Linked DNA regions of Mus musculus: region 1 is linked to region 2. Evidence: chromatin contacts called from public Micro-C data. All regions are on one chromosome and are shown on one strand. The core of a region is the stretch at or near the end of the contact, and the rest is flanking DNA. Distances in the headings are between cores, read along the strand shown.

Region 1 (6,865 bases), core at 39-2,538, 1.1 Mb before region 2:
TAAGTCCTTCCTAAGCTATAATTCCTCTGCCTTTCTCTTTAAAAAATTATATTTATCTTGTGTGTGGTGCACCTGCCATTGGCCATGTGTAGAGATCAGACGAACTTCTGGGAGTCAGTTTTTCTGCTCCCAGCGTTTGGGTATCTAAGACAGAACTTGGGTTCCCAGTCTTGGCTGCACCTGCTCTTTCCTGGCTGAGCCCTCCCACCAGCAGGTCTGCTGTTGTCTTACTACTCTGATGGTTAATGGATGGACTTCAAACTATTACTGAACACGTTCAAAATGAGGGGGACTTCTTTTTTTTTAAGATGCAAATCTGTACATGTATTATAAAAGGAAAGGCTTGTAGATTTCATTCAGATCCTAAGAGGTAGTCTAAAAGATGGTGGTTTCAAACATTTTTCATCTGTGAGATCTTGTTTATTGTACTACAAAACAGCATGGTTCTTCCAACTGTCTTCTCATCTATGAAATGAAAACTGAAAACTAAGACGTTTTACTAAGAAAGCGTTCAATGATAGAGCACATGTGCCACAGCGTTGCACAGTGCCACTACAGGAAGCAAGTCCATCCTTAGGATGGACGGACAATTCATAGATACTGCTTTTATAGCATTCTGTGATTTTCATATCTCTATCCTGGGTCCTGTACCAAGGCGAGGTGAGGGCTGGGGGGAAATCCCTCCCTTCCAGAAGCTAATTATCCAGTTGAAGCTATGAAAGATCCCAAGCAGGATGGACTAAATCCATAAATAAAAGCTTGTGGGTTTGAATAGACACATGATCAATAAATACTACACGTATGCGTTACGTCCTCATGGCATGGAAAGGCAGATGGAAACAGGCAATCTCTCCTCCCACTAGACAAACACTGAGCAGTCGGGCCTTTTGTTTTTTTTTTTTTTTTGTTTTGTTTTGTTTTGTTTTTGTGAGAGGGATCTATCTTTTGTGCAATCTGTTTAGTATACAGTGCATGCTCGGGGCACTCCTTATCTTCGTGCTGGGAACAAAGTACACACACCCCTTTTCTGAAACACAGGGCCTAGGATCTCCTAGAGCTGGATGGGCTCCCGGGCTGTGGGACCACACAAAAGGGGCGCTTCGCCTGCTCGCAGGCCCCCACACCCAGGTTCTCGGGTCGCGGGTTCGCCTTCAGGGTCCTTCAGCCCCGCCTCTGCGAGTGCCCTCCCCAGCCTCTGGCGCGCACCCCTCCTCATCCGCGGGCAGCCGGAAAACCCGGAGCGAACCGGCCCGGGCCAGCGGCGCATGCTCAGTTGCGAGCAGGTTCAGTTTGCTAGTAGGAAGCTCCGGCGCTACACCGGCGGCGGCAGCGGCAGCGGTAGCAGCAGCGGCGGCGACGGCCAAGCGGCCGGATTCCCCGGCAGCGACCTCGGGCCCTCCCCGTTCCCCACCGACCCCTGCTCCCGCTTCGTCCCGTTCTGGGCCTCTCGCTTGAGTTCCCCGCTGGCGAGCGGGCGCCACCGGCCGGAGCGTCCATCCACGCGCCGTCTCTCGGCGGGCCAGGCCGTGCCGGGGAGCGCAGCCCCGGCGGAGGGCGGCCCGGGGCGGAGCGGGGGGCCTGCCCCGGGGCGGTGGTGCGGGATGCCGCCGCCGCCGCCGCCGGGTTGCGTTGGCTCTCGGCGAGCGGCGCGCGTGTCGGGTGGGTGTCCGGCCGCGGGCCTCGCCCCCCAGACTCCTCGCCAGCGCTAGCCGGGCCGCGCGGCGCCCCGAGGGGGCCGGGCCGTGCACGGGCTGTGGCCCTTCTCCGCGCCGCGAGCCGCCGCCCCTCCGCCCGCCCCGAGGCGCCCCGCGGGCACCATGCAGGCGCAGCAGCTGCCTTACGAGTTTTTCAGCGAGGAGAACGCGCCCAAGTGGCGGGGGCTGCTGGTGCCTGCGCTGAAAAAGGTAGGGGCGCGGAACCCGCTTCCCGGCCGCAGTCCGCGCGGGGCTGGGCGAGGGTGGGGAGGCGGGGCGCCACTGTCGTCTTTCTTCCCGGTCTCGGATCTCGGGGAGGTCTGCTCGGGCTGCGAGGTTCCCCGCGTCCGCTGCTCCAGCTGTTGACACTCGCCCGGGGTGCGTGGGAAGGCCGCACACAGTCGGGGAGGGTTGGTCTGGATCATCCAAGCGCGGAGGCGGGGGTTGGAGGAGCCTCGGTTTTCCGTGGAGGTCAACGAAGGCCATTGCCTACCTTCTCGATCTTCCGAACTGCGGTCAACCTCTCGTTTTAGGAGTCCGGTACTCTCACTGGCTCGAAAGTGCCTTGGCCACAGTGCTTGCCTAAGTAATTGCGAGGTTGCCTGCCAGCAAGAACATGGCCTGCTCGGCTGTGCTCGTCCTCAGTCATAACTCCCCGTTTTCTTGACCCCCTCCCCCATTACAGCGGTGATGCACATGCCACTGTATTCAGATTGGTTCTTTTGAAGTGTCTGAGAATCTTTGAACGTCATTTGGTTTGGTGTTTTGCATCTTTTTATTTGGAAATGTTGCTACATTTTAAAAGCTTCTAAAGCAACTGTCTGTCCTTTGGTTAGGCATTTTGGATTTTTGTTTGCCAGTGGTTAAAGTTATTCGTGAATGTTGCTACATTTTAACAGCTTCTACAGCAACACTTAGTGACATAGTAAATACTGTACTAAGACATCTGAAACAGGTGTGCTTGAATGGATTTTAAAACAACCAGATTGGTTTTTGTTTTCATTTGCCTTACCTGTAGAAATTGTTTTACAATTTAATCTCCCATTTCTTGTTGCTCAGATGATTTTCGTGCTATCTTTGCTAAAATGCAGTTTTGTTACTACTGAGTACCTGGCGTTTACTGTGCCATTATGCAGAGCCTTTCTATTTTACCAGAAAGTCTTGAAAGGTATTTCATACTCCCAGAGGCCAGTACCTTTCAGTTTCTCGTCTGCCCTGTTCTCCCCTTCCCCTCTTGGTATGTTATGTGGAAACTGTTGGCTTTGTTGGAAGACTTTGCTTTTATCTTTCAGACTTAGGTTCCTGCGCTTTATCCTCAAGTGTCTCCCTACTTACAAACCTCTGTATGTTTTCTAAGAAAATCAAAGAGACCACCTTGTTGTGCATCCTTAATGACTCCATGAGACTTCAGTCCATTTCTACATTGGCTTTACCTGCACAATTGCCTGCTTAGCTTGGAGAATTGGAGAAGAATGCCTCATGATGCTAGAAGTTTGGTATTTTGACAGGACAGGATGAAGACAAAAAATTGATTTATATGTACAAAAGCTCTCATAGAACCAGTTTGAGGTATATGGCTTAAAAGCAATAGCTCCTATTCTAAGGAAACCTCCAAAATAACACTCGAGGCTCCTTTAGAATGGTAGACAGAGCATTGTAGAAGTTGGCAGACTACTCTAACTTGCCACTTGGGTGGTCCTTGCTGAAATCTATTTTGTGTGGCTGGCATTGTGGATTTTGTTTTGTTTTTCAATGTATGTAATTAGTCACCAGTTTCTTTTTTTCGAGACAGGGTTTCTCTGCATAGCCCTGGCTGTCCTGGAACTCACTCTGTAGGCCAGGCTGGCCTCGAACTCTGAAATACGCCTGCCTCTGCCTCCCAAGTGCTGGGATTAAAGGCGTGCGCCACCAACCTCCCGGCAGTCACCAGTTTCTTAAAATGAGAACTATCACATAAACTCTGAGGTTTGTTTGTTTTGAATTATAGATGGACTGGCCATACATTTTCACCATCAACTGCTAGAGTTTTGAGTGACTGCTTTCTTTGGAAAGGGTTTTGTCTCCAGTTCATCAGTGTTGCTTGTGTTCTATCGCTTCATGGTTGGTTGGTTTTCCATTTGAAGCAGAGACCTCCCTGTAGAAGTGATATGAAGAGGGAGTTTACAGAGTCTCCCTAATGTGTGAGGTTCTTTCCCTCATTTACATTTCCACCTGCAATGCTCTTAAGACACCCAAGACAAGGTTGGATATATTTCTCATATTCTGAATATGCTCTTTTGTTTTTTTTTTTTTTTCCCGAGACAGGGTTTCTCTGTATAGCTCTGGCTGTCCTGGAACTCACTTTGTACACCAGGCTGGCCTCCAACTCAGAAATCCACCTGCCTCTGCCTCCCGAGTGCTGGGATTAAAGGCGTGCGCCACCACACCCGGCCTGAATATGCTCTTGTAGCTGAAAACTTGAATTATGGTATGTGTGTAGATGTGTCCTTGGACATTTTGTGTCCTTGGACATTCTGTGTGGGTGTCTCCTTATCTTGAGCTCTTCAGACTTTAAACTACTTGCGTAGTGCCCGACTGTGTGTTTTCATACCTGAGGCTTTTTGGATAGCCTGTGCATTTTCTCTGGTCTAATACTATTCAACCCCAGAGATTTTTCTCAACCTAGTGGCCCATCCTAACTCAACAGTGAATTTTAAGTCCTAATTTACTTGTCCATATTCACATTAGCTACCCTATTGGACTTGTTGTACACAGGTGCTAGGCCTTACACCTGTTAGCACTCATTTTGGTTGTTTTGTTTGTTTGTTTGTTTGTTTGTTTTTGTTCTTTTGGTTTTGGTTTTTCGAGACAGGGTTTCTCTTTATAGCCTTGGCTGTCCTGGAGTTCACTTTGTAGACCAGGCTGGCCTCGAACTCATAAATCTGCCTGCCTCTGCCTCCCAAGTGCTGGGATTAAAGGCGATGAACAAGTGTCTTTGTAGGTTACCTTGAGTTTGTCAGACTTTAAAGTAAATTATTTAGAAATCTTGCTACATTTTTTTAAAGCTTCTAAAGCAACATTGTAACTTAGTAAATCTTCACATCTCCCTCCTTTTGGTTTGGCGTTTTGAATTTCTACCCTTTGTATGCTTCATTTAGTTTGCCAGTAGTTAAAGTTATTTGGAAATGTTGCCAATTCTGTAAGGGGATACTCAAAACTGACCCCCACCACCAGTTTTTAACTTCTTGATTAACGGCTTTAAACTTTTATTTAATTGGCTCAAAACTGAAGCCTAGGACTCCTTTCCGTACTGCTGCCTGCCTTCAGGCCAAACCTTCTGCTTATCAACCTCTAACATGCTCTTGGACTCTGCTCTGCTAACTGCTTGGAGTTTCCGAGGTTACTGTGGTAACCTCTCAGTTGAGTTCCTTACCCCCAACCCACCTGCCTTTACATATTTCAGAAGTTATAAAGTACTTTCGAACATGTTATACATTTGTTCAAAATTGTTGATGTCCTTTAAGTTAAAGTTAGGGTTTGTTTGTTTGTTTTTTTAAGATTTTTATTTATTTTATGTATATGACAAGTACACTGTAGCTGATCTAGGAAACACCAGAAGAGGGCATCGGATCCCATTACAGATGGTTGTGAGCCACCATGTGGTTGCTGGGAATTGAACTCAGGACCTTTGGAAGAGCAGTTAGTGCTCTTACCCGCTGAGCCATCTCAGCAGCCCTAAAGTTAAGTTTTTTAAGCATGGAATTTATAAGACGGCTTTACCTTGGCCTTCCTGTTTGATTTCCTACCTAGATCTTTCTGGAGAGCACTGCTCCTTTTCCTGAATGTATTTATTAGGCCCCACAGTGTCTTTCCTACTGCATCTATCACATCCCACAAATACTTGATTCTTGTTTCAGAACAGGTATGGCCTTTGGCACTAAGGATAAATGACATATATTAAGAAGACTAAGTCGAGGGAAGGTGGTAGTGGATATGTCTGGAGAGAGGACTTGTTTTTAAGCCAGGGATTTTGTTTTTGTTTTTTTTGTTTTTTTTTTTTTTATTAGATATTTTCTTTATATTCATTTCAAATGCTATCCCGAAAGTTCCCTATACCCTCCCTCTGCCCTGCTCCCCTACCCACCCACTCCCGCTTCTTGGCCCTGGCTTTCCCCTGTACTGGGGCATATAAAGTTTGCAATACCAAGGGGCCTCTCTTCCCAGTGATGGCTGAATAGGCCATCTTCTGCTACATATGCAGCTAGAGACACGAGCTCCAGGGGTACTGGTTAGTTCATATTGTTGTTCCTCCTATAGGGTTGCAGACCCCTTCAGCTCCTTGGGTGCTTTCTCTAGCTTCTCCATTGGGGAGGGCTCTTTGTTTTTAGACAGTCTCATTCTACAGCTCAGACTAATCTTGAACTTGTAGCTTAGCTGTCCTGGCTCATCTACCCTAGTGCTAGGGTTATAAGTATGGGCTAGCTAGCACACCTGGCCAGTGAGGTGTTTTAAGTAGGGAGTAACACCTGGCTTGAGGTTTAGAAGCCTCACTTTGGCCAACGAAGAGGAAGAATAAGGCCTAAGGTAAGGGAGAGAAGCAAGAAGGCTGTCTAAGAGGAAATACACATTTGGATTAAGATGGATGCTGTGTGAGTGGTGTTGAAAAGGCAGACCCGTTGGGACCTAGCATTTCACTATGTGACTGTAGGAATGTTAAGGAAGTCAAGTTTGCTTGCAGCTAGTCACTGAACTTTGGGATGGAGAGACAGGTAACATAATGAAATGATTTGGAACATGTTGATCTTTTTTTTTTTTTTTTGGTTTTTCGATACAGGGTTTCTCTGTGTAGCCCTGGCTGTCCTGGAACTCACTTTGTAGACCAGGCTGGCCTCGAACTCAGAAGTCCACCTGCCTCTGCCTCCCAAGTGCTAGGATTAAAGGTGTGCGCCATCATGCCCGGCGGAACATGTTGATCTTAAAGGCCTTTTGGATCGTCTAGGCCTTGTTCTCCAGTTGGCAGCCCAGCTTTGATACCCAATGCAGCAGATTTTGAAGTATGAAGTAGAGTAGATGAAGTGTATCTATAGAAAAACTTATGTATGAGTCAGGTTTGATGGTACAGGCAGTAGTAGATTAGAGCACACACCTAGTGTGTATAAGATCCTGGGTTTAGTTCCCATTATTGACAAAAG
Region 2 (6,994 bases), core at 3,759-6,258:
GTTTTGAGGGTGAATCCAAGTTAAATGACCTGTCACACACCTTCAGAAGATGAGCTTACCTTTGTACACAGATATTACTGACTATGGGTAAGAAGAAAAGTGCCTGGTGGCAAAAAGACCTTTGAGACAACATGTGTCTGCAGGTACAAGGTTTTGTTCTCTCTCTCTGTGTGTAGGGGGCTTATGGGTATGTTACCTATGTGCCCATGGAGGAGAGGAAACATGAAGAATTTTCACTGCAGAGATTCCCCCCACCTCCTTTTACCCCCTCCCCTTCCTACAGAACTGAAATAATCATTCTTTCTGCTCACCTTACAGTCATTGTCACAGCTCTAGATGCACATTTTTGTCTGGCACCAAATAAATTCTGCTGAGAATACAATAGTCTAGATTTGTAGGCAGATACACAAATGAAGAAAGACTCAGAAAGAATTGGTGGGGACTGAGATCTCTATAAAGCAAGAGAGCACTATCTCTATAGCCTAGAGTGGATCGCAGATCTGTCCTGTCACTTGCTCATCAAAACATCGTTGCATTCAATAAATACCACGTGCCCGGTACCAAGTACTGGGATTTATTCGCTTTTTAAAAAACTGCTTAAATTCCCGATATGTGCCGAGCACTGATCGAGGGGTCAGGGCGTAGCAGTGAAACACACAATGTTTCTGTCCTTCTGCAGTTTATGTTCCGATGTCGGGCCACAGGGGACATGAAACAGACATATGATCAATGTGTCAGGTGTTAAGTCCTATGGAGAAGGATGAGAGGGTAAACGGATGAAAAGGAACCAGACTTCATCTCTGGGGAGCTAGCAGAAGCCTGGAGACAACTAGGAAGCAGACATAGGGATACCTGGAGAGAAAACCTACCCAGAGAGACCTGGTAGCAATGATTCAATCAACTATCCTCTCAAAGCTGGGGAAGGGAGTCTCCTGTAGAATGACTCAATGCCCAAAAAAGCCTTTTAAGTTGCCTCAAAGTGAAGAGTGGAAACTGAAAGGTTGGTTTTGCTTGTTTTTAAGTTGTCAGCTTGCAAATTACAGGCCTTAGCACCTTACTACCCAGTACAGACAACGCAACCTGAAATGAGGATGGCGTGAGCTACACGTAAAAGGATGATTAAGAGTAGCGAAGGCTATATAAATCTTAGGCAATGCTCTTCATCAGTCACCAATTTCCACTAACCATCAGATCGATTACACCTATGTCTATAGCTGAAGGTCTTATCCATGATTGAATTAGTGCTGGGCCATGGTTAGTAATCTCACACAAATTGTCTTCAAAGTTCCAGGCTGACCTTCTGCCCTGCTTAAACCCGTAAACCAGGCCTGCCGTTTGCATGCTACCATAGTTTCCAATATACCATTTCCTGCTCGGTCGGATTAGGTGAAGCTCAGGCTCTTAACCAAAAGGTGACTTGAGTTTCTTTATTTACAAGGAAATTGCTAGTTAGAAAATTTCTAAGCTATTTGGCAACTAGTGAAGGCAATTCATTCCCACTGGTGACTGTATAGAGTTCCTCTCAGGTGTAGCTAAAGTTTGTGAGCGAGGGGAACACCTAAGCTGCAGCTAGAGCCGCACTTGAAACATTGTAATCAAGCTGGGAGCGTAGCTCAGTGATAGGCTGTGTGCCTAGTATGTGCCCTGGGCTTCATCCCCAGCACCTTCAAACAAAAAGTCTCAACCTTGCAGTTTCTTACTGGCACCGCCCCCCTCAGATCTAACTTGGGGGGGGGGGATAATGGGGAACATATATGCTTCAGTTCAACCCGAATGTGGCATTTTAGGAGGAAAACCCCAGCTGAGCACACACGAGTACATTTCAGCTTTGCCAGAAGAAAAATAGTTATGCATTATACATGGACTACAAAGACGCTTTTTTGTAAGCTTTCCTTTCAAATGTTTGAGTTTTAGAACTTAAAACGTTCCATGTGTTTTGTGTTTCTCCTTCAGTTAGACTAAAGTAAAGGGACTGAAATTTTGGTTTCAGCAGTTGTGCGGTCTATCCCAGGAATGTTTAATATAATATTATCCTGTGCTATAGAGTTTGTAAATAAGGCTCTTAGACTCATGGCTGATTGCTATTAAGGACTTTTTATTCAACAGATATTATTGTTATTATTACGTGCCAGGCCCTGTTTTAGGTACAGAAGCTACAAAGTACTTCATGCCCATCCATCCATGCATCGCAGAAAACAGGCCATAACCAACACTATAAATACATATGATGTCATGTCAGGTCATGAAGAAACTATTCTTCCTGCTTTATTCAGGGAAAGGGAATTTGGGTGGGACTGCTATTTTAGGGGAGGGAAAGTCTCACCCTTGAAGTCTTATTTGAAAAAAAAAAGATCTTAATGAAGGGAGAAAGGAGGCTTTGAAGCTTTGGGGGAAGAAGTGTCCTGGACAGATAGAGGGCAGGGCTCAGCAGGCATAAACTGAAGGGCAGCTTGGAGTCTCATATGGTGGGATGAAGACAAGTGAGAGCAAGTATTGGCAAGGCAGCCATGAACAGAAGCCACGTGACAGTTCTCCCTACTCCATCCTAGGGGAAACCAACACTAGTCTAGCTTCAGTGGGAAGTCAAAGAGATGATAGGGACTCATCCGTAGGCCCTGCGTGCTATAGCTATTAGTCCTAGACTTCCAAGATTCCCACTGATTTTTTCCCAAGGCTAACCCTCTCTGAAATACAGTCTCAGAAGTCTCAGTCGTCACGAAGCGAAGTTTTCCTTTCTGCTTAGCAGGAGAGCCTCCTGAAGTTAACAAAATCTAAACCCACGGAACCAAAAGGCTGCCATGACTAAATCAGGAAATGAACTCATTTGGAAAGAAAATTCGCAACATGAGGGCTTTTTTCCTCACTGAAGGTGTTCAGCACAAATAAAATAACACAGCCTCAGGGAAGCCAGGATGGATCAAGTCAGCACTACCAGAAACCCTTGAAGAGGTAGGTTACACATGCACTGTCTAGGGCTCAATGGTAAAGACTTGTTTAAAACCTCATATAGAAAGAAACCACCTCTACGTGAAACAGAAACAGCTCATAAGAATGAAAACAGAGTTTTGGCATAAAAGTTTTAACTTATAGCCACCTGCCACCCTATGTTTGCACAAACTGTAAAAGAAATTATTTACTTAGACACGTGGAAATGGACTGCATTTAATGGCAGCTAACAATAGAACGAATTTTAAAAATCACACACATGACATATGTGTAAGGAATGCTTTTATGCGTAAAAAAGGAATTTTCATACAGCATTTCATAAATGTATATACATGCATATTTGTACTTTTAAAAATACCATATGTAATGAAAGCTGTGCATAAATATTTATAAAAATACCTTTATCTAACTAGGCCAGTAACATTTAATATTTTTCAATAAATTCATATATAAAATATATACATTAGTGCCAAATGGAACATATATTTTGAAATATGAACCCCAAGTAAAACTCTGAGGAATTCGGAGTGGAACCCAGGTATCTGCCAAAGGCAACTTCGGAGCAGTCGGTCATTCGGAGAAGGGAAACAGTGCCGGGTCCCTTATCTTCACCGACTGTTTTGCTTGTCAAAATTCTGGTATCACTTCTGCGGTTTTGTATTTGACTTCCGACCTCATGGCCGTTTAACCTGCCAACTATTATTTTCTTTGAGGCTTTTAACACTCCACCCAAGTATTTTGCTTTCCCCAACAGTTGTGTCCGCTTCCTTTTTAAATTCATCTTAACGTCGACCGTGGTTTAGGACCTGGGCTTAAAGTGCACCCGGTCTAAGGTTTCAGAGCGATTCAGATTGGGGGCACCCTTGTGATGACCCCGATAGCGCCCAGGGAAGCCAAGGTCTCCAGGAGGGGCTCTGCTTTGTGCCAGGATTTCCAGGCAACCTGAGAGTCCCAGGGTTGGGGCCAGACCTGGAGCGTGCGACTACTCGGGGTTCTAGCTCCTTTTCCAGGTCAACCAAGCCGGCGGGGGACATCAACGCCGGAAAACACCACCTTTTCCTGTCTCCAACCTGGCGGACTAAGGGAGAAGGAAGAGAGGGCGACCAATTAAGACAATTAACATTAATTCTCTGGGTTCCTACAGAGGTCCAGGGACAGAGGGGCGGGTCGTCCTGAGGCCCTGGCTGGGTGACCGACAGGTGCAGGTGTCGCCACGGGCGGAATTTTACGGTCCGGAGCAGCAGCAGCTGCGCCACTTGCGCCGCCTCGCAGAGCGTCCCGGAGAGCCGCCACCCGCTTCCGCAGCTTTAGGTCAATCTCTGACAGACCTGGAGGGGGAGGAGACGTCACCCTCCCGACAGGAAAAACCTGCTGCGTCTGCGTTTCTCTGCGTCCCGCAGGCTCTCAGCCTCCACCCCGCGTCTCCCGCGCGTCAGATCCGCGCTCCAGGTTTTGGCGACAGCTTGCAAGGGGAGCCGGCTGCACGTTGACAGCACGCGACCCTCCTTTTCCCTCCCGAGAGCTACAGCTGCCAGGGGGTCCCCAGGGAGCTGCGGCCGCGCTGCGGCGACCCGGTCAGGTGGCCCTTCTTCCCCGCGCAGGTCCCCTTCCTCCGCTGCGAAGCCCCGCACTGCTAGGTGGGTTAGGTAGGACAGGGAAAGGCGGGGACACGAGGGTGAGCACGAGGGTCCCGGGTGCGGGCGGAGTCCCATTGTTCTCCCGCACCGTACGGACAGCAACGCTCTGGGGTCCCCTCTTTAAAGGGAGCACCCCGCCACTTTTCTTTGTGCCTGAGGGAGCCCCAGCCGGCATTGCCTCTGAGAGAAGCCACCACTGGGAAGGGGTGGAACTGGGAGGTGACAGTGGGTAGCCTTTGTCCTCCAAGAGTCCGCAGCCTCGCCTCCAGTCCTGCGGGTCTGGGGGTGGTGGGGAGGTGGGGGACAGGTACAACGGAGGGACGGTCCAGGTCGGCCCGCACCCTTCTCCCCGCCCTGCCCTGGCCTCACAGCCCCGCCCCGCCCCGCGCCGGCCCCGCCCTGCGTCCTGCGCCCCGCCCTCGGCAGGTTGAGGCCCGGCGTCCGGCAGCCGCGCGCACAGTGTCGCGGGCGCTTCCAACTGCCGCTGGGAGCACAGCAGCGGGACGCTCACCGACAACCCAGTTCCGCAGCGGCTGCCTCCCGGGAGACGCCGCGCGCAGTCCCGGAGCAGATTCTGCGGTGAACCGTTGCCGCCCCTCTGGTTCTGCGCGCACCAGCGAGGACTGTTGCGCCCTCGGGAGGCGACCCGGGCCGACGCCCGGCCCTCCGGGCAGAAGCTAGGAGCCTTAGAGACTGCTGGTGAGTGTGTGACCCAGGCTGTCTCTCCACCTGTAAGACTGTCCGACCCTCAACCTAAGCCCCCTTCCAGCTAGTGCAGATGGTGGCCTTGGAAGACTTAGAGGGTGCGAGGATAATCTACCGCACCGCCTGGTTGAGCTGATGTTTAGAGGATCAAAGGGGACATCATGCTTGACGTCCGGGAGGGGGGATCAGGACGCGGAGCTCTGCCACCTACTTCTTTAGGGTGGGGCTGCAGTCAGCACGGCCCCCTCCAGGCCATTGACAGCCATTCTGGGCGCGTGTTGCGTTTTTCCAGCAGAACAAACCGCACTTGGCTACCGCGGCCCTCTAGTTGTGTGTTTGCACCGATGCGGCGCGGCGCGAGAGTGCACCGCGCAGCTTGGCAGTTTCCGAACTGACAGAGGCAGCACATTGTAGCTGAGGCTCCAACCTGCAGATCTGGCAGTTGGGGGAAAAAAATTTTTTTTTTCTTTCTCGACTGCGGTTTCTGAACAACTGAAGCGTTTACAAGATCTTTACTCCCTCTTCCTCCTCCTTCCCCTCTCCTTCTCCTCCTGCCTCTCCTCCTCCTCTTCCTCCTGCTATTGCTCTTCTTCCTCTTCTTTTCTCTTCCTTCTCACTAAGTATCTTGACACAGCCATGCGAGGACGAATGGATCCGGCCAGTCAGTTTTTTTCTTTATGAATTATTATACTCCACCCCGCTCTCGCCTTTGGGAGGGAAGGCATGTGTTTCATCTTATAAATAGAAAGTAGCATATTTTTTGGCAGGACCTGCTTTATACTGCACCGTCTAGGAGAGGTCAGTTTAAAAATAAATATGCACTTGAATGTTACATTACCGAGCCGGCTGTGGCTGGGACAAGCTGCGAGTACAGCGGCATCAAAGCTGGGCGCACATCTGTGTTGAAAGGAGTTAAAGCCCCAGAGTGCAGCCCCGGCTGACAGTCAAGTAATTACATTTTGTTTAAAAAAAAAAAAGTGAGTGAATTAAAAGGAGGGTGGGAAGAGGAATGTCAGGCAGGGACTGGAGCCTGAATCTTTGCAGCCTTGGTGCGTTTGCGGGGAGTGGGCTGCTGATTGTGTGCAGTGTGTAGTGGGGGCTCTGGGGAGGGAACTGATGGATGTGTTGGGGAGACAAAGATTCCTTCTGCTGCTTCCTCACCCTGGCAGCTTGTAGCCCTCCCAGTATCCTCGAGTTCTGGGAGGGGGTGGAGGAGGGGTGCCGCCTTGAAAATATTAGGAGGGTAGCAGATGTCCCTGCTTTAATAGTAGACCCAGACTTGGGAACTCCCCCTTAACATCACAGGGAGAAATAAGCCTCCCCAGGAAGCAGCCAGGATGCCCCAGGGGCACCCCTAAGTCCATTAAAAGACTCCTGTAATGGTCTGACTTATAAAAGATCTTTCAACTAACAACTGAGCTAGGGAGTACAACTTCTGGACAGTTGTAGATACCTCCACCACTGTGATTTGATGGACAGTTTAGATGTCAGTATACACAAACACCTTTTTCAGAATGAAGGACTCGGCCATAAGGCCGTTATGAAATGTCTAGCGATGTAACGTGTGAGATAAAGGATTAAGATCTATATTCAAGGAATGGTTGACAGTCCATCTGGAAGTGCCTAGGTTTTCCAGGAGGCCTCACCCATGGTTGGAAGACGGGGCTACCAGTCTCGGGGCTCACAGCCCCTGGGCTCTCAGATGA

The links. A called contact is a pair of places that touch in the nucleus more often than the background predicts.
Region 1: a contact with region 2 is called in a Micro-C map of embryonic stem cells, with 9 times the contacts expected there. The contact joins the promoter of Sos1 here to the promoter of Cdc42ep3 in region 2. A contact is called at or near these places in 2 of 39 promoter capture datasets (erythroid cells and pre-B cells), 5 of 484 Hi-C or Micro-C datasets (CD4 T cells, embryonic stem cells, pre-B cells and 1 more) and 1 of 9 other capture datasets (adipose tissue).

The regions. Positions count from the first base shown.
Region 1 is chr17:80,474,876-80,481,740 of GRCm38.p6, reverse strand. It overlaps Sos1 (SOS Ras/Rac guanine nucleotide exchange factor 1), which reads left to right and starts at 1,288. Exons shown (of 22, transcript NM_009231.2): 1 at 1,288-1,904. The coding sequence starts at 1,818.
Region 2 is chr17:79,353,105-79,360,098 of GRCm38.p6, reverse strand. Cdc42ep3 (CDC42 effector protein (Rho GTPase binding) 3) reads left to right here and starts at 5,008. Exons shown (of 2, transcript NM_026514.3): 1 at 5,008-5,282. It overlaps Gm17315 (predicted gene, 17315), which reads right to left and starts at 5,400. Exons shown (of 2, transcript NR_165822.1): 1 at 5,095-5,400; 2 at 2,079-4,274.